5 separate regions of the Zea mays genome follow, and all the other regions are linked to region 1. Evidence: chromatin contacts called from public Hi-C data. All regions are on one chromosome and are shown on one strand. Each heading gives the region's core, a stretch centred on a gene start, on an enhancer-like site or on the middle of the called end of the contact. The rest is flanking DNA. Distances are from core to core; before and after follow the strand shown.

Region 1 (4,824 bases), core at 564-3,063:
AACAAGAGCATCAGCAGATGCAAACCTTTCCACTCTCTTTTCACAAGGCAACACAAAAGTACTAAGCAATGTCTCAAGGGGGAAAAAATAGGAAATGTGATATGATATGAATGTAACAGTAGACTATGTAGTAGCACACACTGCAAAAAGAGGCCACGCCCAGATGCAAGCCACTTCGGAATTGATCAAAGACAAACTTCTCAAGCTTCTGCTTCTTCTGCTGCTGCCTCGGGTGATTCAAGTTCAACCACCCGTGCCTGGTAGGGCGTAACGAGATTGCCATCGTCCCCTGCAGCAGTGAAGAAGGATCGCTTCCCGACCAAATCAGCAACACGCTTGGCACATCCCGAGTCACGCGGGCTCTCATCAGAAGGCGGCATGGTCCTAATCCTTGGGAGCAGCTCTGCAACCTTGGCAAGTTCTTCAGGAGACAACTCGTCGTTCGGCGGCTCAGTGAGATTTACTCTGGTCTCAGTAGCCGATCCTGGGAGAGACTGCTTGCATCGGTTGCCTTGTGTCACAGCTGCTAGGGAGGAGCCAGGTGGGATGCTGTAGCGGCTCGGGACAACCCTGACCTTGGAGCTCCCCGCCGGCCTCTTCGTCGTGGCTACATTGCTGGTGTGATTGACCGCTTCGCTCCCTCCCCTCGTCGCCTCTGTAGGCTTGGCATTTCCCGCTCTTGTCTCGGCAGCCTTGGAAGTGGACTGCCTCCTGAACCTGCTGGGGCTTATGCTCCCGCTCCTCGCCTTGGCTCTGCTTGCTGCGGTGCCTTGCCTGGCATCCAGTGGGTGCCTGGCATTGCTGGATGGCCACGGTCTGGCGGGGACGGCGTGCTCCTTGGAACGCTGGCCTTCCTCCTCTCGAACGGCACCGAGCCTGTTGTTGGAGAAGTGCTTGACCCGCGCCGCCGCCCCGGGCTTGCTGCCGACGCCGTGGTGGATCTCCAAGGGCCCGAGGCTGACGCCCCGGCGCCGCTGCACGGGAGGCTCCTTGATCGGCCTGAGGATCGGCCGCGCGGCGCCGCCCTCGCCCTGAATCTTCCTCTTCGGTGCGGCAGCGGCGGCGGCGGAGGAGCGGAGGACCCTAGGGTTCGTGGCGACGATCTCGAGGGGCCCGAGGCTGGAGCTCCGGCCTCGCGGCGCCGCCGGGGCCTGCTTGATAGGCTTTTTCAAGCCCTGCGCGGCGCTCGGCTGCTGCTTGTCGGTGAGCGGGTCGGAGTCGACGGCAGCGGCGACGTCGAGCTGGCCCAGACTGAGCCCCCGCATCCGCGTCCGCGCGACCTGTCCACGCTTGGGCGGCTCCGTCTGCTTGGAGGTGCGGAGGTGGTGGAGGCGGGAAGACAGGCGCAGGATCTCCGCCTCGATGTGGTAAATCTCGGCCTCAACGTCGTCGACCTCCGCCTCAACGTCGGGCTCGGGGCGGTGGTTCTCCTTGTCCCCCTCGCGGGCGCTCGCGGGCGCAGGGGAATGGGCGTGCCACGCGGAGGCGGAGGCGGAGGCATGGTCGAAGGCGGCGTTGTTCCAGACGTGCACCAGCGGGATGAGCGGGTCCTCCTCCATGGCCCCGGTGCCGCCGGAGAGCCCCTGTGTTTCGTCGTCCCGTCGAGGATCGGCACGAGCAGAGAGATCAGGGCGGAAGCAAGCCAGCAGAACACAGCCCCCCGAACCAATCCAAACGAGCAATCGAAATTCCAAACCAGACGGACGGATACCTGGCCCGGACGATCGATCGACGGGTGAGCGGAGGCTGGGAGAGCGAATTCCCCCTCACGCCCTCGCGTGATCTGAGGCGCGATTGGTTGGGGTTTTCGAAACTCGCGGTGCGATGCGGTGCGGGGAAAGATGAAAGAGAGGTTTAAGAGGCGGGGGTGTCAGTACTCGACCGTTGGGGGATAGGGAAAACACGCTCACTGACAGTATGGGCCACGCTGCGAGTAGTAGTTGGGTGGGGCTGGGCCGTGGCAGGCTCAGACGGGAGAGGTAGACGTTGCAGGAGCCAGGAGCGCTCCCGCTCCGGCTCCGTCTTGTGCTCTTGGCGCCGTGTCCGTGTGCCACTGCCGCGCCGGATAGACTACCGTTGGACGTTGGTCCGTTGCTGCGGGGCGTCGCATGTCCCGCGCCCCGCGGTCCAGCCCGTTGCGCGCGTCGAGCCGACGCGACGCCCTACCAGTTCAGCTGAAGAGCACAGTGCCAGATTAGTCCAGCAGAGTACATCAGGTTTCCTTGCTCCGATCCAAGCCAGTCCAGCTGCATGCGTACACTTCATTGTCTGATCTCTGGCTGATAGGATTCAGTACCAAAGTTGCACAGACACATGTAGCTTTGTTTGTTTGGTTTAATGCATATTTATATGTGTGTTCTGGTTTCCTCTTGGTTTGGATGGTTACCGGCCGTCAGCATGCACGTTAAGTAAAACCGCGATCACTGAGGTCTTGTTCGGTAGGCTGTATTTATTACACAATGGGATCTAATACAGGGCGGGATTGAGTGAATCCATCTCATGTTACCTAAACCATGTATGTTTCAATTACAACTAGGATTTAATACATGGCCCATTTTTACTGTTCGGTTAATCCATGCCGACATCACACACACCTGCGGTGAGGCATTTTTAGTTGATCGGCGCTCAAGTCATAGCTGATTGTAATGAGACTAATCATTTATCGGCCGGCAGCATGTACACTATAATGAGACTAACCATCATAAAAGCTCCCCAAGGCCTCATATAAAGGAAAAGACTTGTTGCGGAACTTTGTAGCCTTAGGATGAGAAGTCAGTATATTTTTTCCATAAATCTGGGTTAGCCATAATCCTCCCTATCTTCTCATCAACATGAGCTCCACTTTGATTATTTGCATCCTTTAGCAACCTATAGTCCCTTTCAGTTCTCTTTCCTTATCTTGTATTTGTGTCTTTGTGAAATAGACATATTGTTCCCTCTGATGAAATTCCTTGACAATTTTGTTCCATGCTTATGTTGTCCATCCATTTTGACCCCTATAATCAGCTGTTTTGTGCTCATGCAAAAGGTCCACAAGAGTCTTCTCTAGAGTTGAGTTCCAAGCGGCTCTTAATTTCTCTACACAAGACAAGGAAGAAACACCAGTTGCAGAATTCCAAGAGGCTCTTAATTTCTCTTGATTTGTCTACTTGCATACCTTTTGGAGAACCTCCATGCTTTCTTGGATCACCAGCTTTAGGAGAAGGCTTCTTTGTTGCACTTTTCGATAAGAGCATGTTGATTCTTGGAGAACCCCTTCCAAACATGGCTACATAGATAAGTTGCATAAGTTTGATAATCAGAAAAACATGAACTTTGTCGATACCCTGAAAATAGGGTACCCCTTACTACTGTATAAATACACAGTGCCCACGCGGCTATCCCTTAGTCGTGTGGTAAGGGTGTTGTGTATGGGACCAAGCCACGACTCGCCCCAGTCTCGGGCGACTACTCTGGGTCCACAGCAGCGCCCGACTCCACCACATGGGTGGGTCCGAAGCCGCCACGTGTCCGGAGAAGGTGATATACCCCAAAGCATCAACAGTAAGTCCGGACACCCGCGGGAGAGCGCCGGACCCCTGGATATACAGTCCGGACCCCCAAGGTTGGTCTAGGACCTCCACGTGTGCAAGCCGGACCCCTGGAATGAGATCCAGACCCTCCCGTATAGGGTCCGGGCCGCCCACAATGGGGTCCCAAGGTCCTAGGACAGAACATACATGGGCCTTGAACAGGACCCAAGCGGGGGTCCGGTACCGACACGTGTCTAGACCTAGTCTGGTGCGGACCTGTCCACATACATTTCTGCTCCCCGTCCAGGCGGAGGCCCGATGCTGCCACGTGGCCTACTGCACGTGTCGTAAGCCAACGGGCGGAGCCTGACGTAAGGCCTCCGGGTTACGCGGTCTCTGCATTTATTGAGGATAAGGCGTGCCGCCTGTCCATTTCACTGGCAGGCGGTGTGCCGCCTCCGCATTTATTGAGACCTGTCCATTCCGCTGGCAGGCGATGACCTGTCCATTCCGCTGGCAGGCGGCGACCTGTCCATTCCGTAGGCGGCGTGCCTGTCCATTCCGTAGGCGGCGTGCCTGTCCATTCCACTGGCAGGCGGCACGCCCATACTGCCGCGTGCACTACGCCCATCATTGCTCGCACGTACCAAGGAAGCAGCCGCCGCATATCAATACTGCGCGGACTGCGGACACCACGGGGGAAATAGGGTCAAACCTTTTCCTATATGAATTTTGGTGGTTGAATCACCCAACACAAATTATTGAACTAACTAGTTTGCTCTAGAATATATGTTCTACAGGTGCCAAAGGTTCACAACAAACCAATACAAAGACAAAAGAAAGGGTTCAAAACAAAGGAGCAAAGTTCAACCGAAGGCAGCCCTGGTCTGGCGCACTGGACTGTCCGGTGCACCACCGGACAGTGTCCGGTGCACCAGGGAGGAACGAGTCTGAACTTGCCAGCCTCGGGAATTCGGGGAGCCGCTCTGCTATAATTCACCGGACTGTCTGGTGTAACACCGGACTGTCCGGTGTGCCAGCAGAGCAACGGCTACTTCGCGCCAACAGTCGTCTGCAAATGAACAGTGACAGCAAATAGTGCGCGCCTGCGCGCGCCGAAGTCAGAGCAGGCGCCAGAAGGCGCACCGAACAGTGAACAGGACCTGTCCGGTGCACCACCGGACTGTCCGGTGGCCCCACATGTCAGAGCTCCAACGGTCGAACCCTAACAGTTGGGTGACGTGGCTGGCGCACCATACAGTGTCTGGTGGCACACCGGACTCTCCGGTGCGCCATACGATAGAAGCCTTCA
Region 2 (5,109 bases), core at 1,918-4,417, 420 kb after region 1:
CAGCTCGCATGAGGGAACAACCAGACCGGCTGAAGCATCACGAAACGCATTAAGACCTCGAAGGAGTCAAACCACTCCTCCGAGGCCTCGGGGGCTACACCCGGCGGGTGCGCTTGCGCGCACCCACCGGAACAAAACGCAACCGAGAAAGGCCGGTCCCCTAAGCCTCCAAGCGAGTATTAACACTCCCTTCGAGGCTCGGGGGCTACTGTCGGGGACCATAATTAGGGGTACCCCCAAGGATCCTAATCTCAGTTGGTAACCCCCATCAGCACAAAGCTGCAAAGGCCTGATGGGTGCGATTAAGTCAAGGCTCGGTCCACTCAAGGGACACGATCTCGCCTCGCCCGAGCCCAGCCTCGGGCAAGGGCAGCCGACCCCGGAGGATTTATGTCTCACCCGAGGGCCCCCTCAAGCAACGGACACACCTTCGGCTCGCCCGAGGCCCAGCCTTCGCCAAGAAGCAACCTTGGCCAAATCGCCACGCCGACCGACCGTATCGCAGGAGCATTTAATGCAAGGATGGCCTGACACCTTATCCTGACGTGCGCTTGTCAGTCGACAGAGCCGAAGTGACCGCAGTCACTTCGCCGCTCCACTGACCGACCTGACAAGAAGACAGCGTCGCCTGCGCCGCTCCGACTGTTGTGCCACTCGACAGAGTGAGGCTGACAGTAGCCAAGTCCGGCCTCGGGCGCCATAGGAAACTCCGCCTCGCCCGACCCTAGGGCCCAGACTCGGCCTCGGCCTCGGAAGACGACGAACTCCGCCTCGCCCGACCCCAGGGCTCGGACTCGGCCTCGACCCCGAAAGACGACGAACTCCGCCTCGCCCGACCCCAGGGCTCGGACTCGGCCTCGGCCCCGGAAGACGACGAACTCCGCCTCGCCCGACCCTAGGGCTCGGACTCGGCCCTGGCCTCAGCCGACGGTCTCCGCCTCGCCCGACCCAGGGGCTCGGACTCGACCTCGACCTCGGAAGATAGGCTCGACCTCGACCTCGGAAGATAGGCTCGACCTCGACCTCGGAGGAGCCTCCGCCTCGCCCAACCCAGGGCTCGGACCGACCACGTCACAGGAGGGGCCATCATTACCCTACCCCTAGCTAGCTCAGGCTACGGGGAACAAGACCGGCGTCCCATCTGGCTCGCCCCGGTAAACAAGTAATGATGGCGCCCCGCATGCTCCATGACGACGGCGGCTCTCAGCCCCCTTACGGAAGCAAGGAGACGTCAGCAAGGACTCGACAGCCCCGACAGCTGCCCTTCCGCCAGGCTCCAGCGCTCCTCCGACGGCCACGACATCATGAACAGGGTGCCAAAACCTCTCCGGCTGCCACGACGGCATGTACTTAGGGAACTAGCTCCTCTCTGCTAGACACGTTAGCACACTGCTACATCTTCCATTGTACACCTGGACCCTCTCCTTATGCCTATAAAAGGAAGGTCCAGGGCCCTCTTATAGAGGGTTGGCCGCGCGGGGAGGACGGGACGGCGCGTGCAGGCCTCTCGCTCCCTCCCACGCGGACGCTTGTAACCCCCTACTGCAAGCGCACCCGACCTGGGCGCGGGACAAACACGAAGGCCGCGGGTTTCCCCTTTTACGCCTGTCTCCCTCCGGTTTTCCCCCCTTCGCGCTCCGTCTCGCGCCGACCCATCTGGGCTGGGGCACGCGACGACAATTTACTCGTCGGTCCAGGGACCCCCCGGGGTCGAAACGCCGACACTATTGTATCTAACAATTTGTCAAAGAAAGTCTTAGCTTTTCTATGGATTAAATCTCATTTACTCTTCTGTGCTAAGCTAATACTAAATTCTACGTTGTTTAGTTTCAGCGTAAAGTCTATGGTGTTTCGTTTCAGCTTGGACTGGGATAAGAAAAAATGAAGTATGTCTCTTGGCCTTGCCTTCAGACTTACGGTGATTCACGACATGTATATTTTCCTATGGAGGTACTGTATTCCACGATCATTCAGTTGTACCAGCTGCTTGATGCCTGACCTTTTCTGTTCCTTTAGCTTTTTAGGTGTTATATCCTAAATTTGGTTGTTGCTGGAAGGTATTGTATCACTGAATAACTAGGCAGAAAACATTTATGAGGTCCTCACATCTAAATGCTACAAATTGGTGGAATGATAAATTTTTATCACTCATTTGTTCTTGTTAAAAGAAGCTCGTAAGGATGCACTGGCACCATAGTTTTTGTTTCTTTTCATTTGTCTCAGTAATTTTTTACAAAAGACTCAATATTATCTTTAGCATATGGTGCTTTCAAATTGTAAATTTGTGTGTGCCATCACAACGCACAACAACTTCCACAAATAGGGCCTTTATTTGGACGTTTGTAAGGCCTATACAACAACAAATGGTTGAAGGAGATTTAGTGAAATTTGTTCGTCGAGAAGCTAAGCGAATGCATTGAAGCCAACTTGTGTCATTCGAGACCTTGTTCAAAGGTATCTGAATCTTCAGTCTTGAACAGTGAATCAGTTACTTTTGTTGTATAGTTAGGTATCCTGATATTATGCAAATGAATTTGATTGTGTAGTTCTTAAATTAGTCACACACATGGTCATAGAAGGTAATACATTCAAGTCAGGTGTATTGGATTACGTTTTATAGGTGTGGGTGGTAATAGTCGTGACTGCCATTTAGTAAATATGCTAAAAATCATTTGTTCCAGTGCAGCTTGTTCATGATTTTTGGTACATATTTTCTTTCATACGACTTATCTCCCCCCTCTGCAAAATAGGGAGAAAACATCAGACATAAGTAAAATACATCACACCCACTAACTCATAAGTTGATTCACTATAGAACACTATCTTTCTTTCCTGTCTTTTACCTTGTCCATGTTCAGTCATTTGCTCTTGGATTCCTAGCAATTTATGAAATGTAGTTATATAGCATTCTATGGAAAGAAATGTATGTGGAGAAACATATTCTAGGTGTTTACATCATATTAGAACCTGTCAAGTATTCCCTCACTTCCATTCTTCTATCGTGGTCTCTTCTAATTGGTTTGTCGTTGCAACGCACGGACACTCACCTAGTTAGAATACTTAAAAATCGAACAGTGGATGGATCCTGGCGGCTCTAACCCTCGCGCTAAAATAAAGAAGCGCAGCGTCTGGGCTGGGCTCAGCGAGGGGAACGTCTTAACAGGCCGCGTTGCTAGGCCTGCGCAGCGTGCGGAGGAGGTGCAGCTGCGCCTGGGCCCGTCTGCTCCCTTGGATTGCAGGGAACGCCAGAGATACGCATCGACGGCCGGGAGCTGTCACGGACCCTCTCCTCCTCCTCCCCTGTCCCGTGAGTCGTCTCAGCCGCCGCCGGCTCTCGGAGCCCTACCCTTCTTTCGTCGGAGCCCTACCCTTCTTCTCGTCGGAGCCCATGGACCGGCAACCCCAGGACTACGCGGCTGCGGCCATGGCGTACGCACAGGGGCAGCAGCCACCGCCGCCGCAGTACGGCGGGTACCACCCACAGGCGCCGCCGCCTCAGTACCCGCCCCACCCTTACGGCGCGCCGCTCCCGCAGTACCGGCCCGCGCCCTATGCGCGCCCCATGCCGCCTGCCTACTCGCACCTGCTGCCGCACCAGCAGCCGCCTCCCCCGTACGCAGCGCACCCGCCGCCGCCGCACGCCTTGTCCACGCCCTCCCCGCCGCCGCCGCACCACCCTTACATGCACCCGCCACCGTTCGAGTCCGCCCCGCCTCCTCCGGCCGCTCCACCCGCCGATCCGGAGCTCCAGAAGCGCATCGACAAGCTCGTCGAGTACATCGCGAAGAACGGGCCGGATTTCGAGGCCATGATCCGCGACAAGCAGCACGACAACCCGGACTACGCCTTCGTCTTCGGCGGGGAAGGTCACGCCTACTACAGGTACATGCTCTGGCTCTTGCCGCGCCCGCCGGTGCCCGCGCCCTACCCGCCGGCCTCGATGCATATGATGCCGCCTATGGGCCCTATGATGAGGGGACCGCCGATTCACCAGCCGGGGTACCCGCCATTCTATGACCAGCACCAGCAGTTTGCTGCTGCTCACGGCCATGGGGACTATGAAGCTGCGGCGCAACCATTCAAGGGACTGTCCGGACCGCTCCCTGCAGATGTTGCTGCTGAGCTCCAAGATGTGCTTATCAATCTTAATGGCACTAAGGAATCAATAAAGGGAGCGAAGTCATGGTTTATGCAAAGATTGCCGTTCGCGCCGGCTCTGGCTGAAGCTCTTAAGGAGAGAGTATTTGTGTTGGAGGATTCGGAGCGGCAGCTGCACATAATTTTCCTGGTGAACGATATTCTTTTTGAAAGGTATGGCTTGATTTGTTTCCTATGTTTATTAAAGTAGGACTTCTTACTTTAGGCCTTTTATTTGTTAATTGTAGTTCTTCCGATGACAAATATTCCTTATGCTCATTTTGATGAATACTTCAGTTATCATGCTGAATAACATACCAGTGCATGAAGTGTTATCTAACCACCATATATTGTTTCTATATCTCATTGCTGTAGTGCAGCAGTTTGTAGAGTGACTAATTCATATGTTCAGCATCCACCAATGATTTCAAGTCGTCTGGTCGAACCCTGGGACCGACTAGGCGACTTATATATATATATATATATATATATATATATATATATATATATATATATATATATATATATATATATATATATATATATAACCTACATACATTATATAAATTAGAACAACCAGCTAGGATAAACAAAATAACTGATTGCTTTATTGTGATTTGTTACTTACCTGAACCTGACTACCTAGCAATGGCTTAGGAGTAAAGCAGTAAGCCAGCAACCATCCACTAGTTCGGCACTGGGCACGGGCAAGAAATACAGAGAAGGGGGTAGGAGGAACCTTGAGATGACGAGCTCATCTCGTCAATGGTGCTGGTCTGCTGGAGAGTGGAGACGCCGGTAGTTTGTCACAGTCGTCGTCGGTGCTCTATCACAGCTGCCGTCAGTACTGGCCGTCTGGACTGCAGCAGCCGAGCAGGCAGAGGCACCGGTGGAGCAGGCCATCAGAGGGGCAAAGGTGAGCAGTCGCCGGTGTTCTGTGGCCGCTGGAGCTCGATGTCCGGTCTGGGGTGC
Region 3 (4,548 bases), core at 13-2,512, 480 kb after region 1:
CTCGTAATTTTGGTCCACATGCTAATGCTGCTTCTGCTGCCATCAGCACGCTCCGAACTTCCTGTTAAGATTGCAGACCATAAGTCCAGCATTTGGTGTAGAAAAACCAATTCGCTAAGAGCGTGGAGCATCTGTTCATCTAGAGTACTAGGAACAAAACTTAGGCAGAAGAGCATATATCTTCAGTTTGGAAGATTAAGGGCATCAACTACAAGTTGGTCCGCGACCTGCATATCCCCGCCTATGGCCCATTAAGGGCTAGTTTGGAAACTCAAATCCTCTTCGGGATTGAAGGGGATTGGAGAGGAAATTAGTTCATTTCTATCTCAATTTCCTCCAATCCTGAAGGGGATTTGAGGTTCCCAAAATAGTCCTAACAGTAACAAATCGCTTCTTTTGTTCAAATGCTGTGCCCGATTCATTCATTGCAAGCCAAGGAAGGACTCCTAAGTCCTACTGAAAACTAACCCCCACAGCAAGATTGGCGCCCATTGCTATGACAAACACTGTAGTAGACTAGTAGTGATAGCGAATGAGAAGATGAGAAAAGCACGCAAAATGATTCTATCATCCAAGTATGACGAAACCACTTGCTAGGAAATTTAATTTATTGACAAGAGCCGAGTTACCTGATGCGGAAATGGAATCGTGCTGGGATGACGAGCCCATGAATCCGAGCTCTATAGATACCGCCACGTCGCCGAACGACCAGGATCCAAGATTTCCCCACCGGCCCCCTCGGCAGCCTCACACTGCCTCAGCGAGCCACGCACCGGGCCATCCGCGAGCAATAGCGGCGGGGTTGTACGCGCCTACCAACGACCCTGCGGCCAGGCGTACGAGGCACAGCGCCGGCGCGGCCACAGGGCCTTATCGAGCTCGGCGGTGCATTCGCACGCGGATTCGGAAGATGCAGCAGTAGATCTAACCTTTGTAGAATCTGGAGCAGTTCATCCCTGGGGGCGGGCGCACGCCGTGCGTCCGCTTTGCGCGCCGGAAGCGGCCGAGAACACCCTATGAAGTCGCCGCCGCGTCCGCTGACGAACCACGAATCTGTCTCCTTTCCGTTGAGCAGAGAAGTGATCAGCAGCGGTGATCAGAATGGCTCGGCGACAGCCCAGATTCGAGCGGTGAGCAGAGAAGTGATCAGCACCGGCCGGCCACGGAGAGGCGAGGAGCCGGGGCGATAGGGAGACGACAAGCGCCAACGATACGGCCGTCTGGACTCTCGAGGGTCGGTGCGGCCATTTTTTTTTTTTTTGCCCTTTTTGGTTTTTTTTTTTGCATAATTATGTCCCTGTCAGTTTCTTTTTAAAAATGGACCCCTAGCTCGACGCCGTCATCATTGGCGCCGAGCTTGTGTGTGCCGGTGGCAATATTATTGGCGTGCATACGTCAGATGGAGGGATACCGGAGAATCTACGTGGCACATACCTCGGCACCATATATCTTGGCGCCGAGGTAGGCGCCGCCGGTCAATGACGCCTACCTCGGCGCCAAGATCTATGGCGTCGAGGTACGTGCCTATAAATAGAACCCTACGTTCGACTGATTTTGTGTGTTCATTCCTATTCTTCGAAACTAGAGATATCATCCTGATTTATAGGATATCTAGGCGTGGTAAATCTGCTAAACAAAGGTAAGTGTTGGATCCGCCTCTTATTTTATGAGTCTATTATATTTGTGATTGTTATAGAGCTTATGGAAATTTAGGAAGGGTCCTTTGACCGGAATTGCCTTCGACCCGCTGCCTTTGCCAAGTGGTGTTCCAGTGTCTATGTGTTTTTGTGGTGATCCTTGTAAGGTTTATAAGTCTGAGGATCATGACACCTATCGACAGAGGTATTGGATGTGTGCTAACTTTGCATTTGAGCCAACTATTGTTCAACGTCAGATGAATTTAATGGTGAGAATAGTCTTGTAATATGTTAACAATTTGAAGACTCGGAGTGGCGAATGTTTTTTTACCTACTAATAATTGCATGTTTTGTAGACTCCTCCACCGCTATGTGATTTTGAGCAGTGGATTGGCACAGAAATATCAGGGAAAGACAAAGAAGTGGTTGGAGAATCTTAAAAAGTCGCACCCTGGTACCAAGCTTGGTACCGCCTGTAGTCACTATTGTTGTGTAACTCATCGTTGGAATATACATTCTCAGCACCCAAATCCCATTAATTCATAAATATCAGATGATGTTGACGGAAGTCTGTTATCTTCTTTTGCTTTCGCCAGTCAAATCTACACACAAATCATATCATATAAAGAACACAAAGTTGCGAATGATTGATGTTATAAATTGCAAACTGGAATAATTGAATTTATAGATTGCAAACTTACTTGTGTAGCTCCTTAGAAGTAGGAATATCTTCAACCGGCCATATCTGGTTCCTACCAAACTGTCTCTGAACCCTGTGAGGTAGGTGCCACTCAATACACCAGAAACAGATCATAGGACATTGCATCATATAGAGTTCATCTTCACTGCTGCATACTTCACTAAAGATCATCTCATCCAACTCAGGTGCGTTGTATGGCTGCCATGTGACCTGAAATAAAAATGAAGCAATCTATGTTAAGTATAATAAAACAAATTTCATAACGATAAGATATACATGTTGAGTACTTACGCTAGAGGCCGAAAGCGTGTCAAACTCGTTAACATACTCCATGTATGCCCTCTTAGCTTTGGCAAAAGGAGCTGCCACTTGGTCCCAAATATAAGCATACGTCGGTCGAAGACGGTCATTTCCAACAATGATCCATGGCCATGTTCTAGGCTGGAAAACACGTGGCCGACCAACTGGTATGCGAAACCACATCCATATCTGCAGGAGGTAGACGCAACCGCCTATAGACGAAGATGAGGACGTACGACGGCAAGCCTCACAAAGCTGCCGCAACAAAAAAGAAAGCACAGCGGAGCCCCAACTGTAGTGTCCAGCTGTATCCCAGTCGGTTAGACATGGGATGTACATCCATGACGCGAAGTCTCCTATGGCGTCTAGGAAGAGGACACAACCAAACATGTGCAGGATCCAAGCCCGACAATAGAACTGGACTGTATCCTCATCAGCATCAGCAGGTCACACACCAAACGACTTACAGAGCCATGTGATGCGTACTCCAGCAGTCCTGTCAACGCCCTCAGCAGGAAGCTCTCTACCAAGAAAGGCCTCAACTCTAGCCCTCCAACCGTCAGAGTCACATTGGCCTGTCACTGCTCTCCCACCAACATCGAGTCCAAGTATCTTCTGTGTATCCTCTAATGTGACTGTCATATCACCAAAAGGAAGATGAAAACTATGTGTCTCAAGCCGCCACCTACATAATTAAAAAAATAATTTGGTGTAAACGAGCTCAATGATTCAAGAATAATTTTACAAAATCCTAAAACAATACTGTTGGAGGCAATAAAACCATCACCAAAGAATTTGTGCCAAAGGGATACACGCAGCAGAATCTGTCTACAGGCCATCTCCTGGCTGACTTAATGGGATCAAATTGGGGCCAGATTGAGCATCAGAAACAGTTGGCACGTCATCGATAGCACGATCAAAGTCTTCAGGGGGACGGTCTACTACAACCGGACGCACCACAACCTCCATGAGTTGCAAATGGGTCTTCATAGCCGAAGTAACATAATTATCCCAATCCAGTTGACAATCAATTGGGATGACTCGTCTTATGACATTTGGTGGATGACCAATGTTAAGCACTCTGTCAACCGCAATGTCATCATCTTCATGGTAACCTAGTTTTGTTTAGCCTTTGTAAACACATCACTCAAGGAGGGTCTACCATCGAATAGTACCGGCACGTGTCGCATGTCAATGAACTTGGCATTTCCATATGGATCTTGTTCCACATTGCCTCCATGATATAAGCTCAAAAAATTGTCCATCTATTTGAAACACCAATTAAACATTCAATATAAACTGTGGATGGTTATTGTAAAGCCCTAAAATTCATATAAGGTAAAAATAATAAAATAAATAAATACATGTTTTTTTCATGAATGTGTTTTTGGAAAATATTTAATTTTCCTTTTTGTGCATATTCACTTAAGAGAAGAAAAGTAGTCAAATAGCAAATAAATAAATATAGATTATGCATCTCATGCTGAGGTTCTTGTAATTGTGCATTTGTGCTTAAATTCGCGAGACAAGTTTAAGTTTAAAAAAAATAGAATTTGAAAATGAAAGAGGGAAAGTATATACACTATAAAGAAAATAAAAATATTATAAAATAAATAATAGACATTATCTTCACATTAGGATTTTTATTGGATATATTTGGAAAGCTAAAGTTCAAACATGATTTAAAATTTGAATTGAAGTTTCAAATTTGGAAAAAAAAGAAATTAAAAAGGGATTTGAAGTTTGAATAAAAAAATCTGAAAATAGAATTAGCAAATAGAATAGAAATGAAAAAAAACACTTCTCCTTCCGTTGGGCCATTTTCTTGGCTCTAGCCAGCCCACACCACCTTGCCATGTGTGAATTTTTTCCCTGTTTTTTTATTTCCTTGCCGGAGATTGCATCATCATG
Region 4 (5,018 bases), core at 585-3,084, 420 kb before region 1:
CATTGTGACTATAGTCTGCAATTAATTATCCATAAATAAATTCACAAACTGTTTTCTCATGGTTGTCCATATAAAATTCTTAACTCGTGTGGAAGGGGGTGATATTATCTTGTTTGATTTCTAAGCTGCAACCGCGTGTAATTCTTAAGTTGTGCAACTAGAATAGTGGCTGCAGTCGTAAACATGGTTTTCAGAAATTGATGTAGTTTGGCTGTCATATTTTGGAATATGGATGTAGTGTTTGAGCCTTGAGGCCAATACTTCTGTCCATTATAAAATTACCTGCGTTGTTATTGTTATTATAATTAAACAAAACCGAGAAACATGGGTCCTCGCAAAAAAAAGAGGCCTGTCAACATATCTGATATAGGCGCTCCCATTCTGTTGCTTCTTTCCATTTTTTTAAGACCATCCTTTTCATTTCTAACCTCTTCACTACTGAAGAAATTTCTTGTGCATTGTCCTGTGTGACTGTGTCTGCCTTACTTCCCGTTACATAGGGGGGTGATGCTAATTTTCTTTATTTATGACCTGTTTAACTGAAGGTGTGAATCATTCTCGACATACCCGCGCACCTACGACCTCCTTCACGCCTGGCTCCTGTTTTCTGAGATAGAGAAGCGGGGATGTAGCCTGGAGGATCTTCTGATCGAGATGGACCGCATCCTAAGGCCTTATGGTTACGCCATCATCAGAGACAAAGTTGATGTCGTTACCTACATCAAGAAACTTTTACCAGCGCTAAGGTGGGACGACTGGACGTTTGAGATGAGGCCTAAGAAAGATGCGCTCACAATAGGTGACGAAAGAGTCTTGATCGTGAGGAAAAAGCTCTGGAATCACTCGGTGCAAGATTTGTCGTAGCAGCCGTTTCTCTTGTTTTGATCCTAACTGTAGCTAACTCTGCACCGGCGTTGTCCTAATCCTCAAATGTAATGTAGTATTCGACGCCTTCTTTTTTCTCGTGTGGTGAAATGTCAACAGTAGATTTAGCATCAGCATCAGACGCAGGCTTCAGTCCTTTTGATATACATATTACATAGTCAGTATAGTTCTCTTTCTTTACTTTTTTATAAATCCGATTCTCCACTTTGGTTCTATGAATAATTTTTTTCGCAAAACTCTTGCGTTATTCACTTTGTCAGTGGCTCAACTCTCACACCTAGATTTTTGGTTGATTGGATGTGAAGTTTTTCGAGAATCTAGCTGACTGTTGGGTTCAGCTTTTTCATCGAGTAGTTTTTCTGAGAATCTAAAACTACATATTCTACAGAAAGAATCTGAGTATCATAAAGATTAAGCGTAAAGATTACGCGCGGAAGAAGATAAAAAGTTTATAGAGTTTATGACGTAGAAAATGATGGTTTCCTACTATCGTAACGATTTACACAATTTTGTATTTATATTGACTAAATTAATTCTCATAAGAATGGACAGAAAAACTAGACGCCAACAACTTTCCGTGACAAGAAGCTGAAACAAGAGTGCCTATACCGTGTCACTGTCACGGAGGTACGGCACCAACCGACTACTGGCAGTGGCAGATACGATGAAGCTAGTTAAATGAGCTTGAAATCGCTAATGCAGGGCAAAGTGATCAAATGTTTCAAAAATACATATTTGAAAGCAGAAGGAAGCTTGCATAAACCAGCTCAAATTTATTAGCATGATTCCAGGAAAAACAGCTTCCTGTGCGGGTTCAAGCCGTCCGGAACTGTGACACGTCTGGAAGGCGGCGAGCGGGTGCGTCGGTGACTGGCATACCTGTCCGTCTAGCGCAGCCAGGCCAACGAACCCGACCCGACCTCGCCTCACTTCACTCGGGATATCCCAACAGTTCGCTGCCGTCGCCTCCGCCAGACCGCCGCCGCGACACTAGACACCAGCGCCGCGGCAGAAGGAGCAAGGGAGAAGAAGGAAAGCGGCACCCGCCGCACATACGCCGCGCGGCGGAGCCATGGCCGAGCTGCGGCACGCCACGGCGGCGGCGGCGGCGACGCGCGCCACTGGCTCCCCTTCCAAGCGCGACGCCGAGGCCGCGTCCTCGCCCTTGGTCGCGTCCCCCCGCGTCGGCGGCGGCAGGGACGGGCTCCGCCCTCACCAGAGGTGGCCGCTCCCGCCCCCCGTCCGCGCCCTCCTCGCGTGCGAGGACCCCAGGTCCCCCACCGCCTCCGCCTCCTACCGGATCCTGGTCGCGGCCATCGCCTGCTTCGCCCTCGCTGCGCTCTTCTCCGCGCCTTCCCTCTGGGCACGCCTCGTCAGTTCCTGGCTCCCTGGTCGCTTCTCTCATATCCGTTACGTTTCATCGAGATCCCTAACTCGCTGCTTACGTCGTGTTGGTGCTGGGCCCTAGAACGCTCCGTACCTGTGCCGCAAGGAGGGGATTCGGCTCCACTGCCCCAGGGTAAAGTGGCCTTCTCCTGAGCAATGCATTCCGGGGAACCTGATTTCGCATGCAATGTGACTGGAGACTGAATGTGATTTTGTCTGGCTTGGTATTACGCTGTAGGTCAGCCAGCCAGACTCTCTGTGGGAGAATCCTCATGCAGCAGCAACTTCGTGGAAGCCGTGTGCTGAGCGTCAGAGACATGAGGTCTCAGGCAAGTACAAAATCAGAGTGTTCTGGCTAAAATGCAGATGCTAATTGTGCTCCTAGTTTGCTGTATTTATCACCCTGAGTTGTATTATTGACTTGGGTGTGAGCCATGACAGTTTTTCATTTGATGATGTGCCACTCTCCGTTTGGAATTACACTGGTTGGAGAAAATAATCATGGACGCACAATCTGCATAAGGGCAGAGTAAATTTGAAGTACAACGATTATGCCAAGAAAAAAGTTGCAAATAATAACCTCTTTGATTCCAATAGTGCCTGTTAAAGATATGATGTTGCCACTTGCGAAAGGGACTCTAGCGTAATGGTTAAGGCTTTTGAGTAGCACCTCCAGGTCCCGGGTTCGATCCCCTTCGGGACGAATTTCTGGATTGGTTAAAAAATTCTCGCTGTGTCTTGCTCGCTCTAGGGTTACGTCATGCGCGTCACCCTCCGGCTGGGCCTTTGCAGAGTGGACGGTGACGGCCCGCTAGTGATAGGGGGCCAGGGTTCGAAGATTTTCTTGGCCGGGATCATGTTTCGGTCTATTCTTAATATAATATCGGGAGGACAGTTTTTCCCTACCCGGCCGAGTTTTTTTTAAGACATGATGTTGTCACGCCAAGCATGTGTATAAAAATTAATCTATCTGAAGCAAAATGGAGTCTAAACAGGCTCATCCAATTTGTTAGCACATCTGATAACTTAAAGCACCTTATAAGCACTTGTCGATTTTCTTACCAAAGTGCCATGTCTAAGGAAGGATCTCCATTGTACATGGCAATATGCCCTCTTAGGAAAGAATTTTAACTTTGCAAGGCACGGCTTTTCAAATTGTGTAGTTCTTCATTATTGTTTTCGTTTATCAATCTGCAACTTTAGCACAAGACAAACATTCACTTGAAGCTATGGCTCGTTCTTGACAACAACCAGTTTGTTCTCCATTTTGCAGACCTCGTGTCAGAGAATGAAACTTCTGGGTTTATATTTATTCACGCTGAGGGTGGATTAAACCAGCAACGTATAGCTGTACGCATGTTTCTTTCACAAAATTTTCACCTTGAGTAGTTGCCTTGTAAAGAGTAGACACCTGACTTATTTTGCTATTTAGACTTAAAATGGAAAATGTTGATCTTGCTAAACTTTTTTCTACTTTATGAGGTTTCATTCTTAATACTAGAGTTTCAGAAGATCATCATTCTGTTGCCAGTTTTTTTGTGCTCATGTTATCTTAGTAGCATTGCATGTTTATTAATTTTGTTAGGATATTTGATTTGTTCACAGATATGTAATGCTGTTGCAATTGCTAAGATAATGAATGCTACACTTATTCTGCCAGTGCTAAAACAGGACCAAATATGGAAAGATCAAACGTAAGTGATGAACTATTACTTCCTTTTAAACAGCTTATGGTTACCCTTTTTGTTTACAATATGTGTTCTATTTTCATGGTTCCTGTAGTAGTTAAGAACTTCTATCTCTTTCTGCAGGAAATTCGAGGACATCTTTGATGTAGACCATTTTATAAATTATTTGAAGGAGGATGTGCACATTGTTCGAGATATTCCTGACTGGTTTACAGAAAAGGATGACCTTTTCACTAGTATAAAGTTAGTTGTTTCATTTTCAGCTATCCATTGTGCCTTAACTGCTATCTACTGAATATTGGCGATACTACTTTTTTCATCAATATAAGCACTTCTTTTTTTCATCAATATAAGCACTTCGATTGTTAGTGAGGATTATTACATCTCAGCCACATGAACCAGAAGGGCAACCTGACTAGCAATTGCTGCTGGACTTGTATTGTTCACTTTTCTTTTTGCAAGAGTTATTATCCCTACGTAATTTTTTTTGCAGCTAGAGATTGTGTTTGAACTCTCGCCTTAAGGTTTTGTATGTTTGTTGTAACAGGCGCACTGTGAAAAATGTCCCAAAGTATGCATCAGCACAATTTTATATTGATAATGTGCTTCCAAGGATCAAGGAGAAAAAGATAATGTCTATCAAGCCATTTGTTGATAGGTTAGGGTAAGTGTATCACACCATCAAGATGGCAATATAAGTATTAAGTAAACCATTGTCCTAGCCTTTAGATACATCTTTAGATGCATGTATACGCATTCTGTTTCAGATATGATAATGTTCCAATGGAGATTAACCGACTGAGGTGCCGAGTTAATTATCATGCTTTGAAGTTTCTACCTGACATTGAAGAAATGGCTGACAAGCTAGCAACAAGGATGAGGAATCGAACAGGAAGTTTAAATCCATACATGTAAGCTTAGTCTGCTCTCTTCTATTAAGAGTCGGCTGTCTGCAGTTGACAAATTGATATCTCATGCTCGACCACACCTGCTTCCAAAGGGCTCTTCACTTGCGATTTGAGAAAGGAATGGTGGGCCTTTCATTTTGTGATTTTGCTG
Region 5 (5,076 bases), core at 1,876-4,375, 270 kb after region 1:
CGTGAGATCAAATTCAGACGTCGCCATTTCCCCCGACCAACCTTGCATCAAAAGCTGAGCTTGTAAACATCAACGGGAGTTTGTGTATCATGCAATAAACAAAACGACTGTTCATATCATAGTTGTACCGCCCACCTGATGATGGACGGTGATAGAAAACATTTCAGAAAGACTACATGTAACATGCTCTTGTTGTTTGGCATCAAATTTGACCATAGATGCATGCTTTTTTTTGGAGAAAACGTAACACCCTACAACAACTCTAAGGCATGATGCAACTCTTTGCTCACCAAATATGAAACTCAAGTTATCAAAAGGAAGAACATCTTCAATTCTGAAAGTTCAGCCTAGGAAGCTCAATGGTAGTTCTACCAAATAGCAGATGGACTGCAATGTACATAACACCTCCACTTACATATGGCACCTGCTCTAAAATAAGTTACACATGGCATCATGAACCTTGGTTATTATACTGATGATTGCTAACAAAACTGTAGTCGGTGGCATAATAGATTCAGGAACAAAAATGGGGGCGTGAAAACTTCTGAAACAACAGGGCGGAAGAAGCTTGCAAAGGGTCTTGGACACCATCATCTCATCTCATATCTTGCTCCTGTACCTCCTGAGCAGCTAGCGTCTGGGCGTGGCCGTGGCCGAACATGATAGTCCGGATGCTGATGCAGGTCCTGCACAGCTCCTCGCCCGTGTCGAACAACCCGCCGCGGAGCAGCAGCTTCGCCCTCGTCTCTAGCAGCGTCGCCTTGAGCAGCGTCACCTCCTACCAGACGAGCTCGTCGACGCGGTGGTTTGGCTACAGCTTCTTCGTCCAGCACAACGACCCGCGGCTCCAGTCTTGCATTCGCGACGCGTAGGACTTCTCCATCTCCTCCAGGACGTTCGTGCACACCTTGAGCAGCTCTAGAGCCGAGCCGCACCGCAAGAACGACATGAAAGAGTCGACGAGGAACGCGCTAGCCCACAAGTGGTCAGAGTATACCGAGGGATTTCCAGTCCTCATCACACCATTCCCTGCTACAGTCGTAGGCACCAAACCTCCCCTGATCTTGCCGAAGAGTTGCGTGATAGGATGGAACTGGATCCAGGAGCACGACAGCGGGGGACGCGAGGAGCACCAGGAGCACGGCGACGAAGATGACCCTGCCCCCGCCGCCGAGCCCCATGAGGTCCGCGGCGAGGAGGCACAACGCGATTGCCACAGCGAGCGAGTTGATCGCTTGGTGCTTGGCCGTGTGTCCCGAGGAGGTACGGAAGGAGCGGTGGAGGCATGGGGAGGTTCGCGGCGGAGTGGATCTACAGGCAGGAGGGGTTGCGACGGCCCACGAGGCGGGAGGAGGAGTTCTTGGGCGATGGAGGCGGAGGTTGTTGAGAGCGGACGCAGCGGGTGGTGGTGGCGAGAGATTCACGTGCATGCTGCTGCTGGCGGCGATGCGCATCGGGGAGGGAGGTCGGTTGGCGGATCAGATGGCGGGGGATTCGCCGCGGGCGGGAGGGAATCGCAGTGGGGGGCGAGCGGGGCGTGCGTGCGCCTGATCCGCGGGCGGGGGCAGTCTACACTGTGCCCTTAATAGTTAGTAGAGATAATAATTATATTTAAATAAATATCCCAATATCCTCGTCCTAGTATATAAGGCATATCAGCTCTAGTTCAAATACAAAATATATATATTTAATTCTCTATATACCATTGCATCGATGTACATATACATAGAGAGAGCTTATGAGACAAGAACAAAAAGTGGTTACACCTTATATTATAAGACCAAGTGAGTATATAACAACCGTAACAAAGTACAATTATGCTAATATAGATATAGGAGGAGAGAGAACACTCAAATATCACATGAGTAGGATATAGAGAGAGAAATATAGAGTATACCGTTGCACATAGTTTAAGAGAGGAGCTTTTACTAGCACCGTTCCTTCTAAATGTTGTTGTAATCGTTGTCGATGATCTCTCAAAAGTTGAGCCGTCAAGTTTATTTTTTTAAAAAAATACCAATTACTTGTTGGATACAAATACGCGCCATACAAATAATTTTTTGCATAAATCGAAATAGACGAACATTATCAAATATATCCACCAATCTTCTAACCAAATAAAAGATAAAAAATATTTTTAAAACCACTTCGAATGGGGACAGAGAGATAATTTGGATTGTTTTTAGCGACCGGAAGCTGTTTTTTAGTTACAAGAAGCAAATCAAACTAAGGGCTTGTTCGTTTCTATCGGATTGCACCCGGAATCGTTCCAGCTAATCAAAGTTTATATAAATTAGAGAAGCAATCCGGGTAGGAATTGTTTCGACCCACCAATCCGACACAAACGAACAAGGCCTAAGGCTTTCTCAAGGAATGCGAGCGTGTGAACAAGAGCGCATGTGGATGCACAAGTAGAGACGAGAAGAAGAGGCAATTTTGTGGATTTAGGGTACCAGAAAGGCCATCATATTTTCCACGTTTGTATATGCACTCTGCTGAAACCGTCTATAGTTACTTTTGGTATTATATTTTACACATCCACGTCTATCTAGGGTTGTTTTGTAGATAAAGGAATTATAGGGATTGGAGGCTTGTTTGTGATTTGAGGGATCGAACGATTTGAGAAGCTAAAATCTTTTTGTTATTCAAAATTAAATAATATAATGATTTTAATTCCTTTAATCCTCTGCTCTCATCCAAACGGGGGAATAAAATTCTTTCCTACTCATTCATCTCCAATTTTCTTATCACCAAAAGATCCTTCGGTCCCTTCCCATTACCTTGCTTCTGAGAGCATCTTTAACAGTGACTTAAATTAGTGTCGTATCTTGAAATGTAGGATTCAATTAAAAAAAACACAGCTCCAACAAACATATTTTACGTTTTTATAAAAAATATATGACACATAATGAAGTAACCTAAACATACTACACGTACAAGTGTCTTATTTTTGTTTCTACATTATTCTCAACATTTTTTTCTTAATAATGTAATCTACTTTTTTAAAATACGTAGTTGTTTAAACATTTTAAATGATATAATTTTTTAATTTTTAGAACAATATTTTGAATCACGAACCCTAATGGGTAGAATGGGACTTCCATGGACGGATGGGCCGCCTATAGGCCCTTCCGGCCTTCCCTGTTGCCCTCCCATTTTCCCTGTGTCATTCGTTGTCTTCGGTTCATCCTCTCGGCCGCCGTCTGGACTGTAGCAAGCGGTGCTGCTGTCCGCCGCGCTCCGGAGCCATGCGGGAGGGGATGAAGGAGAGGGACAGAGGTGGGAGCCCAGATGCCTCGGGCCCTCCTCCCTTCCGCGGCCCGGCGTACAAGACGAAGCTGTGCGCTTTATGGAGAGGCAGGGGCGGCTGCCCCCGCCCCAACTGCGGGTTCGCCCACGGCGAGGCTGAGCTCCGGAGGCCGCCCCCTCGCGCCTCCTTCCAGCCTCGCCCTCGGCCTGGTATGCACCACGCGCACCTCCATCCGTCTCTCCCTCTCGCTCCCATTCTCGATCTGCGCGTAGTTTGTCGTTTTAGGTTTTGCATCGCCTTACCGTATGCTTCTGGGTTTTGCCGTACCCAAATTGTTGTCGATTCCATGCCAATCTGTCGGATTAAGTTATTTGGACGTTTCATCCGAGCAAGAGAAACCAGCGCGCTCTTCTTCAAAGAGATGCATCTTCTGCCTGCTTGTCCATCTTGTTATTGGGATGATTGGTTGATGAGTAGAGGCTCCAAAGTGGTGCAGCAAACCGGCAATGTGATCCGAATCATATGTTCTCAGGAGAAGAGCTAGCAGACAGGGAAGATAGTTGCAACTGCAAGAATTATATAATGATAACAACTTGCAAGTGCATCCTTGGAGGATGTACAAATGGGGGATGCAGATGTTAATAGCTGACAGTTCTGGGAGGCTTTATAGTTTGTACTCGTGGTTGAGAAGAATCTACACTTCAATTGCATAGCAATATGATGGTTTGACACCTGAATCTTTTCTCAGTTCGTGTTATCTCATTTTTTTGTCTTCTGGTGCATATACACCACGATTCCTGTGTGGTGGTACTTAAACTGAGTGCTTGCTGTTGCAGAACACAAAAAAAAACATCAACAAGCCTGATTTCATTGCAGATAATCTTGGCATTGCTGCTTATTATTTTGATTTTACAATTGTGTCTCATGGGCAGATTTATTGAGACTGAGAATTTGAGATTGACTGCTTCCAGAGGATGACACATCCTATTTCTATCCTGGCCTTCTTTTCAGTTGACAATTGGTCATTTATGTTCAATTGAATGCTTAACCCGCCTCAGAAGAACATAATATGGAAGATATCATACATTGTATCTTGATGAGATTCATGCTATGGTCAGTGAGCCTTAATAATGCTGTTAGAAGCTTTTGCAACTAATTGAAACACGTCATTTGAATATAATGCATAAAGCTATATCCGTGGCTTTATTGTTACCTGCCCTTCAAGTATCATCTTTGAACAATTTTTTTGGCAGTCATATGGATAACATCTGACCAAGTGAAATTAAATTTATTTGCTGCTATTGGAGTTTTGGCAGATTATGCCATGATGATTGGAAATGATAGCTAATTAATTTTGGTGATTCCATCCAAATTTTCTTCAGATGATTGGTATTACAAGTACTGGATCTATTCTAAGTGGTGAATCATGACGTGTAATCATGTATTGGCATATACTCTTTCATTAGTTGTATTGGCTCGTCTGTGTTTATGGTCTATGGTGTATTGGTGTTATTGTGGACCCTCTAATTCTTGTAGCTAATTGAATAACCATTTGGCTCAAGGTTATGGTAAGCTTAATGGGTTTCTGTGTTGCCTTGTATCTGTGCAGCTCAATCTAACTTTTGTTCTTTGATGGCATAATATTTTTGTGTAAACCTTCCACCTTCCTGATTTATAGGGAGAAGGGATTACAGAGATAATGACTTTAGAGTTAGGCCTGAGAGAAGACACTCACCCTATGGGAGGTTTTCCCCTGAAAGAGATATCAGGCGTCGTTCATTTCGTGATAAGAGACAGAGAGCAAGTTCTGAAGATAGGGGTAATCA

Evidence for each region. Hi-C and Micro-C count contacts between places; a contact is called where the count stands out from the background.
Region 2: a Hi-C map of tassel shows a contact between it and region 1, with 4 times the contacts expected there. The contact joins the promoter of LOC100216800 here to the promoter of LOC100384146 in region 1. A contact is called at or near these places in 2 of 25 Hi-C or Micro-C datasets (ear and tassel).
Region 3: a Hi-C map of tassel shows a contact between it and region 1, with 2.9 times the contacts expected there. The contact joins the promoter of LOC103629629 here to the promoter of LOC100384146 in region 1. A contact is called at or near these places in 2 of 25 Hi-C or Micro-C datasets (ear and tassel).
Region 4: a contact with region 1 is called in a Hi-C map of ear, with 2.9 times the contacts expected there. The contact joins the promoter of LOC100286190 here to the promoter of LOC100384146 in region 1. A contact is called at or near these places in 2 of 25 Hi-C or Micro-C datasets (ear and tassel).
Region 5: a Hi-C map of leaf shows a contact between it and region 1, with 3 times the contacts expected there. The contact joins the promoter of LOC100273103 here to the promoter of LOC100384146 in region 1. A contact is called at or near these places in 6 of 25 Hi-C or Micro-C datasets (ear, endosperm, leaf and 2 more).

Annotation. Positions count from the first base shown.
Region 1 is chr6:99,123,518-99,128,341 of Zm-B73-REFERENCE-NAM-5.0, forward strand. LOC100384146 reads right to left here and starts at 1,814. Exons shown (of 1, transcript NM_001176725.1): 1 at 1-1,814. The coding sequence starts at 1,559. The coding sequence ends at 201.
Region 2 is chr6:99,540,161-99,545,269 of Zm-B73-REFERENCE-NAM-5.0, forward strand. It overlaps LOC100216800, which reads left to right and starts at 3,168. Exons shown (of 3, transcript NM_001143199.2): 1 at 3,168-4,311. The coding sequence starts at 3,389.
Region 3 is chr6:99,605,768-99,610,315 of Zm-B73-REFERENCE-NAM-5.0, forward strand. LOC103629629 reads right to left here and starts at 1,263. Exons shown (of 5, transcript XM_020539316.3): 1 at 630-1,263; 2 at 1-61. The coding sequence starts at 669.
Region 4 is chr6:98,700,157-98,705,174 of Zm-B73-REFERENCE-NAM-5.0, forward strand. It overlaps LOC100286190 (auxin-independent growth promoter-like protein), which reads left to right and starts at 1,835. Exons shown (of 11, transcript NM_001159078.2): 1 at 1,835-2,257; 2 at 2,354-2,404; 3 at 2,510-2,600; 4 at 3,545-3,621; 5 at 3,877-3,965; 6 at 4,083-4,202; 7 at 4,507-4,623; 8 at 4,727-4,870; 9 at 4,960-5,018. The coding sequence starts at 1,958. LOC103629621 (probable methyltransferase PMT9) reads left to right here. Exons shown (of 8, transcript XM_008650704.4): 8 at 546-1,089. The coding sequence ends at 864.
Region 5 is chr6:99,390,196-99,395,271 of Zm-B73-REFERENCE-NAM-5.0, forward strand. LOC100273103 reads left to right here and starts at 3,126. Exons shown (of 10, transcript NM_001360206.1): 1 at 3,126-3,459; 2 at 4,929-5,069. The coding sequence starts at 3,249. It also overlaps the pseudogene LOC109940478.